Linked DNA regions of Canis lupus: region 2 is linked to region 1. Evidence: chromatin contacts called from public Hi-C data. All regions are on one chromosome and are shown on one strand. Each heading gives the region's core, a stretch centred on a gene start, on an enhancer-like site or on the middle of the called end of the contact. The rest is flanking DNA. Distances are from core to core; before and after follow the strand shown.

What was found. Hi-C and Micro-C count contacts between places; a contact is called where the count stands out from the background.
Region 2: a contact with region 1 is called in a Hi-C map of blood, with 6 times the contacts expected there. The contact joins the promoter of LOC484461 here to the promoter of ZNF235 in region 1. A contact is called at or near these places in 2 of 9 Hi-C or Micro-C datasets (both in blood).

The regions. Positions count from the first base shown.
Region 1 is chr1:111,726,540-111,730,331 of UU_Cfam_GSD_1.0, reverse strand. It overlaps ZNF235 (zinc finger protein 235), which reads right to left and starts at 2,102. Exons shown (of 5, transcript XM_038528659.1): 1 at 2,041-2,102. The coding sequence starts at 2,055.
Region 2 is chr1:111,886,061-111,890,188 of UU_Cfam_GSD_1.0, reverse strand. LOC484461 (zinc finger protein 234) reads left to right here and starts at 2,065. Exons shown (of 5, transcript XM_038528660.1): 1 at 2,065-2,260; 2 at 3,962-4,031.

The DNA.
Region 1 (3,792 bases), core at 853-3,352:
GACATAGGCAGAGGGAGAAGCAGGCTCCATGCAGGAAGCCTGATGTGAGACTCAATCCCTGATGTAGGATCACGCCCTGAGTTAAAGGCAAATGCTCAACTGCTGAGCTCACCCAGGCATCCCTAAAAGATTGTGTTTCAACATACTGTCAACTATATTCAAATAATAAAAAAATCTTTTGATTTTTTTATATTACTTGTACATTTCCTTTATTCATAATCCTGCTGGAGTATCTTATGGATCAGTAAAATTCCTATTGAGAATATTAAGCCTTTTTCCTAGTATGTATAGATTCCCACCTTCACCCCCCAACCCCTAACCCCGACTCCTGTTTCCTATACGTCTCACAAATTTTTCTGTATGGAAATAAAAATTATCTCAACTTTAGCTTGAGTTCTGAGCATCTATATACTAAACAACTAGTTAAGACATCTGAAAAGAAGAGACAGCCACTGAGAAAAGGAATAAGGTGAGGACAATATTATTTTTGGAGTCCTCTGTCTACCAGACATGCCAGCACACATGAAGCTTGGCTTCAGGTTCCTGAATAGAGAAGTCTCTTTTCTTCTGGGTCTTTCCATTTACTCTCATTGAACACCTGAAACTCCCAGCTTAGGCGATGGGAACGTTAGTGTCCCTGGGCACTGAGTAGATTTCAGTAGGTATCTGAAGGTTCACAAGGTTTTTTCATGTTAAAATGCAGATAAGACCATCTACATCCTCACACAGCTGTTCCACAGAGTTAAATGCCTGGCAAATCCCTAGTGCTAAAGATTTTTATTTTTTAAAGATTTTATTTATTTATTCATGAGAGGCAGAGACATGGGCAGAGGGAAAAGCAGATTCTCCACAGTGAGCCTGATGTGGGACTTGATCCCAGGACCCCAGGATCACGACCTGAACCAAAGATAGAGGCTCAATCTCTGAACCACCCAGGCGCCCCAGTGCTAAAGATTTTTAAAATTAAATATGTACTTCTTTAAAACATATTAACATGTTAATGAATAAAACAAACATTCAACTATAATACACACATGGTTTAGCTTAGAATAAAAAAGAGAATCTAGGGCAGCCCCGGTGGCACAGTGGTTTAGCGCCCCCTGCAGCCAGAGGTGTGATCCTGGAGACCTGGGATGGAGTCCCACCTCCGACTCCCTGCATGGAGCCTGCTTCTCCCTCTGCCTGTGTCTCTGCCTGCCTCTCTCTCACTCTGTGTCTCTATGAATAGATAAATAAAATCTTTAAAAAAAAAAAGAATCTAGCTCTTTATTATTATTTTAAAATATTTATTTATTTTTAAATAAGCTCTACAGCCAACATGCGGCTTGAACTCAGGACCCCGAGATCAAGATTCACACACTCAACAGACTGAGCTGGCCAGGCATGCTCCAAATCTAGCTTTTCTTGTTTGAAAACAACTAAAATTATTTTCAGAGTTCAGTCTGAGATGGACTCTGCTGCACCAAACCATACTTTAGACATTCTTATCACAAAATGGGAGGCACCTCTTGTGAGAAAACAATGGAGTCCCTAAACTTCAAAGAGAAAAAAAATGACTTAAATCTCAAGAATTTCCGTATGGAAAGAAAGATTATATGTAAGAAAACTGTTACTGCAAACATCTTTAAAATGGCAAAACCTGCCTGTAAATGAAGAATGGAGTAAAGCAGTAGGTAAATTATGGGAAATGATATGACTATTTAAAGTGTAGGAAAAAAAAAAGTGTAGGTAACATAAAATTACATTTGCAAAATTCAAAATGATACTTAAACTATGATTACAAATCTAGGCATGTCAATACAAATGAGAAAGAATGTGGGACCAATTAAAACTGATTTGTAAACACGTCTGTAATATGGAAGTCATTTTTAAAAGAATATCTATTAATTTTCACACAATTGTTTGGAAACAAAGTGCAAGAGCCTGGTATACAACAATTATGTGCCTTGGGTTCCCTTTTACCCTTCCCAAGCAGGGGAAAAATGCATCCAGTCTTTACGACATGTCATTTTAAGGAACAGAAAGGCAAACCCAACTTACCTGGAACTTGGTCATTTTTCTCCTTCTCCTTCTGGGGAAGGGCAGAGTTTGGGAAGGCAAAACTGTGGAAGGGAAAGTCATCATGAGAGAGCTGCTAGTCTACGTGGCACTTTGTGCCAACAGGAAGACGCGTCTCTTTCCCCAGTAGAACTCAGACCCGGGGCTGGATTCCAGCTTCCCCCTCAATCAACTGCGTGAGTTCATGAACAGTCCCTAATCTAAGTGCTTCTGGCAGCTTCCAGAGTATTCCCCAGCCTGGGTATGAGGAAATGAGAGGCATACAGGCAATATAACTTACTGGGACCAAAGTGCCTGGGTTCAAATTCTGCATTTCTCCTTATTGCCTTCTACTTACTAGCAGGATAAACCTTGAGCGAGTTATTAATCTTTCTGTGCCTCAATCCAGTCACCTGTAAACGGGGATCATCATAATGCCAGTATTCCCCATTTCCTGCGGAGCCACACAAGCAGATGCTATTATGCTTCACAAAACCTCCCTTGCAGATGTGCTCTCCGGAAAGTGAAGGTTTTAAGAAGCCTAGAATTCAGAGCTGAATGCTCTGGGCTGTGAGTTATCGTCACCCTAAGGAAAGTCCTTCTCGCTGGTTGTCCCACAGATCATTCATTCTCCTGCTAACGATAAACTGCCATGATTTCCCCCCTACTCCGTCCCGCACTGAACACCATTTTTAAGATGTGTAATTACTGGAGCTTGTCATTAATAAGCCGGAAGAGCCTCCACCAAGTTTCTCCCGTGTGCACGGAGGCAAAGAATAATAAAAACCGCAGACTAAGAAATCCTGGTGCATTTGAACGAACGCACGCAGCTGTGAACAGTCAGGGACGCGCCACGCCGCGGGCACTGCGCGAAGCCGGGACCGCGGCCGTTTCTCTGGGATAAACCACCAAGAACTTTCGCCAGGGTCCGGCTAAGGAGAACTCTCCTTCCTCAACAAGTGTCTCGGGAGAGACCAGGAATCCAGGACCGGCCCCGCGGCAGAGCTGGCTCTCAGGGGCTCTCGGGAGCTTCCCCACCACAGGGGCCCCGAGTTACGAGGACAGGATGCGCGGTGCCATCCGACGCGGCGCGAGGCACCGATCTGCAGCTTTCCCAGGCTGATCCCGTTGAATTCTCCAAGCACCGCCGGGAAGGCACTAATGCTCTTTAGGCACGAGGAAACCGAGGCAAGGGGATGCTAAGTGGCTCGCGCAATGTTTCCCGGCAAGGCGGACGCGGCGCCCGCGGCAGGGCCGGGCCGGGGGTGGGGGCCGGGGGCCGGGGGCGCCGAGAGCGCGGGAGACCTTCAAACTCCGCTGGCCACGCGCGCCCGCCCCGACGCGGAGGCTCCGCCGGGCAGCGGCACTGTGCCGCCGCCGCCTCCGTCCCCGCCCTCCGCCGCCGCCGGCCGCGGCTCCCCTTCCCCAGGACCGGGGTCCGGCTGGCTGCTGGCCCCACGCCGAGACCGAGAAGGCTCGGAGGGACCGCAGCGACACGGGGTGAACTCACCTCACCGCCAGCAACCTCGGCCCCGACCTCGCCTTCCTGGAGCGGAAGTGCCCCGGACTCTACCGGGCTCCTGGACTACACTTCCCAGAATGCCCAAGGGGAAGCGCCTCGGGTTTCGCGCACCTGCTGGACTACGTTTCCCAGAATGCAGCTCGCGGGATCGCGCTTCCCACCGGCTTGCTCTCGTTCTGGGCGAAGGTGGCTTCGGTTTGAGCAGTTCCTCTGGCGCTGCAGCTGTCACATTT
Region 2 (4,128 bases), core at 816-3,315, 160 kb before region 1:
TACACCAAACTGTTGGACAGATTATGGTTGCACAGGTCCCTACTCCCCTGTACCTTGTAATCTTCTCTGACAGTATCTTATTAGCCAGTTGCATGCATGGACTTGTGTGGCTGCAAGGAAGGTGGACAAGTGAGCATTCAGCTTTTTCTATTCGCTGAAATGGAAGAGATTAAGAAAGGAGTGATTTGTGATTGATAGTTCACTAGCCAAAAATTTCTGTCTGTCCCAGAAGAACATAAAATGATATTCATTGCAGCTTCATATGTCATAGCAAACCTACTATTTATCTGGGAATGTGCCAAAATATTTACTTAATTTATCCAGAAACACACCAATAGTTAGACAAGTTGGATTTATTATTTACTGCAGTAAGAGAGTACACCCACTAGGGAAAACTATGAGGCATCCAAAGAAAAAGAGGGTAAAAGAAAGAATCTATTACAACATTTGAGGCTTGTTTGGTGTTTTGGGGAGGACCTAAGGAAGCAGGGTTCACTCTAGATTAAATACTTTCAGAAAGCAAGAGCAATTCTAAGATGGAGTATTTCAACAAATTTCATCTTTTGTGAAGGCAGACTGGAACAAAGATAAAGATCTAAGGGATAACGCAGTAGCAGTCACTTAACCAGCAAAAGGGGGATGTTGGCATTGTGTGGCTGGCACAGTGATCTTGTTTTTTGTCTGTCTCAACAGAATTAAGAAGGAGCCTTGTTTTGTCTCACTTCACCATGGTCTCAGAGAACACTCATTTGAGGATAGTGATTCATTTACTATCCCAAAGGAGAACAACATGACCTATTTGTGAGTGCCACACCAGCTTCCAGATGTCAGGGGCTGTTGTGGTTTTCATTCTCAATCTGCTCCATGCAATATCATACACCCATTATTTGAAAGGAGTTAGATTTTCAGTGACTGATACTAGAAAATGTTTAGTTTACACAGTCTAGAAAAATGAATAGAGAACATGAGAGTTCATTTTAAAAATCAAATAAGTATGTTGATAGGTATATGTAAGTTTATGGAGACAAGTTTAGGAGACAAACCTTTTTTTTTTCCCCAGGGGGAAGGATTCTAGGTGCATTTCTTCTTATTTTGGTTCATACTATTTTTAGTTTTTATGTGTTTTAAAATTGCTAACTATAATAAAGATATTTTAACCAGAAATATAAAGGAAAAAAACTCCTAATGCTGGAACATGCTCCCTCACCTACAGAATCCTCCTCAGTGTTTTGGCGTTAAATCAGAGGCTTTGGGAATCAGCATAACTCCAGTGTCAAGCTCTGCAGCTGTTCTGCCTGTTTGAAGATAGTGGACAATTTTGTAGCTTCACTGAAACTTGACGTTTTCACCTCCGAAGTAGGGATAATAATTCTAATAAAAAGTTTAAGTGAGGCAAGAGCGACTTTCCATAAGGACAAGCTTCCAGTTCGGCTGTCTTAAGTTGTTTTTTCTACTAAACTTGTGGTACATCAGGGTCTGGCATAGGAGTCACCGCTTCTCCCAAGTCATTCAATCCCACCCATTCTTTAAACCCTGTTTTAGCCTCATATCGTCCTTTCATCTACCTTTCAATTATCTTGTGTCGCCTAAGCAATCATTCCCCGTTATTTTCTGCCCTCCCCCCCCCGCCCCCGTTAATTTCTTGAAGATTGTTATCTCCTCACCGGTTCCCTTCCCAACAATACTCCTGTCACAATTGGAGGCATTTCGAATTCAGGAAGTTGTGTCCATGGAATAATTTCTCGGAGCACTCAGGCAGAGGCAACGCAGACTCTTAGTGTAGAAACCCTCATAACCACCCAAGAAGTCGAGACTACGTGATTCCTTCCATTCTGGCATTTCGAGGAAGTGTAGACAACTAGCTCCCAGCAACCGCAACACTTTTGGAGGGTGAGACTAAAAACGTTTCGCCCTCGGCATTCTGGGAGGTGTAGTCCAGACGCTCCGTGCGGTGACTTGCACTTCCGCTCGGGAAGGCGGATCTGGTGCGTTCTGGGAGATGTAGTCCAAACGCTCCGTGTGGCGGCAGGCACTTCCCGTCAGGAAGGCGGATCCGGTGCCTTCTGGGAAGTGTAGTCCAGAAGTTCCATGGTTTCGCAGGCACTTCCGCTGGGGGGAGTGTGAGGTTGTTACTGAATTTTCTTTGGGAGCAGTGCGTCAGTTCCGCCTCTTCGGACGCTTCCAAACTTCCTGGATCTGTGCTTGGAACCAGCAGCGAGTGGGCGATTTAGGGGGAAAGAAGCCTGGACAGAGTACGCAGGTATGCAGCGGGAGGGCAGTGGTGTGCATCCCTGGGGGAGTCTCCGCGTTCAGGGTGGTTTGCCAGTCCTGGGGTGTGGTGGGGTGGGGTCGCCTGTCGCCTGGTTTGAGAGTTTCTGCGTGTCTTAGCTCGCCCAGCGTCTGCCTCCCTACACCCACGGGTGCTTCTGCTTCCTGCTGTTGGGGAATCGAAGAGGTGGTGAGAGCTGCCTCCATTTTGACCTCAAACTTTCTAGTTGGCTTCTGTCCAGCTTGTCTCTTGTCTCGGGTGGAAGACCCTGAGGGCAAAGCATCCCCTGGTGGAACCAAACCACCCCCTCCAGCAGTAAGCCCTGCTGTGAGCCAGCAAGGCCCCACTCGTGATTGAGACGGTGATCATTTGACCTTCACTGCCCACCTGCCATCGCCCCACATTTTTTGTGTATAAACCTGGAAGCGTTTCCAATACTTTGAAGAGTCTTTGAGCTGGTAGGCTGCAGCCGTTGGCGTCGCTGAAATAAATTCCTTTCTTATTTCACCGCCACTAATGTCTCTGCCTGTGGATTTTGTCAGGGGCAAGAGGCCAAATCTGGTCTGTTTGGGATTCCCACAGGCAGCTGCGCTTGCACCCCTGCGTGCCAGCTGTAGTGGTAGAAATAAACATCTCAAAACAGTTTCTGGCACAAGGTGGATGGTGACATTTCTTAGTATCAATTTCCCGAAGAGCCCGAAATCCTTAGGGTAGGGTAGATATCCCACTGCAGAACCTTTCCTCTTCTCTGATTCCTGCATGATTCTGGATAATCGGGGGCCCCTTATAATCTCTCTTTTGGGAAGGTGAGGGTGCAACAGATCCAACGTGAGTTCTCTCCTTGAGTCAGAAACCGTACCAGGTTGAGTTGTTGCACAAAGAAAGCTTATTTACAGCAACTAAGGAGATCATGGGGAATGGCTTCCAAAGCCGTGACTCCCCAAAAGATGGTGAATGGGTTCCCTTTGTTGAAAGTTAGGATAGATATTTAGATAGATAGGAAGTCTTTTTCGTTAAGATTTTATTTACTTATTCATGAGAGACACAGAGAGGGACAGAGACATAGGTAGAGGGAGAAGCAGGCTTCCTGCGGGGAGCCCAATGTGGGACTTGATCCCAGAATCCCGGGATCATGACCTCAGCCAAAGACAGACGTTCAACCATTCAGCCACCCAGGCGTCCCTAGATAGGGAAGTCTTGTCATCATCATATGTAAAGATGGGCCTAAGGTGGAGCATGTGCCTTAGTGAAACATGCCAATACCTACACTGTGTGTTGTGTATGTGAGGCTGAGCCCTCCCCCCTTCCTTGGGCAGGGATTTTAGTATTCTAATGAGGTAAAGGGAATAGATCATCCCAGAAGTCACTCCATGGTCCTTTTGTGCAGGTATGAGTTGGCCTCAAAAGCTCTCAGTGGTCTGGGCCTGTGGCAGGTCTTGTCAGGGCAGCGGTCATCACCTGAGGCATGGTTTTGGGTTTCATGCCTGAGTTAAGAGGTGCACGAGGAAGAGCTTAAGGAAAAATGTAAGAGAGGTTAATGAGGACAAGCAGGTGGGAAGCAAACATCAGGTCTTGGGGTGTAGTTGGTGATAAGGGTTGCTTCCAGATTGCACGGAGGAAGGGGAGGCTTTAACTTTTGTTGAGGAGAGCCACACGATCATGGCATTTCATAACATTCTTTTCTTTCCCCAGCCTAACTTCTCAAAAAGAGCTGCGCAGAGATCCAAGGAGTGACTCCTTGACTACTACAGCAAGGTTCCACGTGAGTGGGATTTGGCATTTTTCTTTCGCAACAATGTTCACATCAATCAGATGATACACGTGTAATCGGGCATGGGCATTAATAATAATTGACCCTT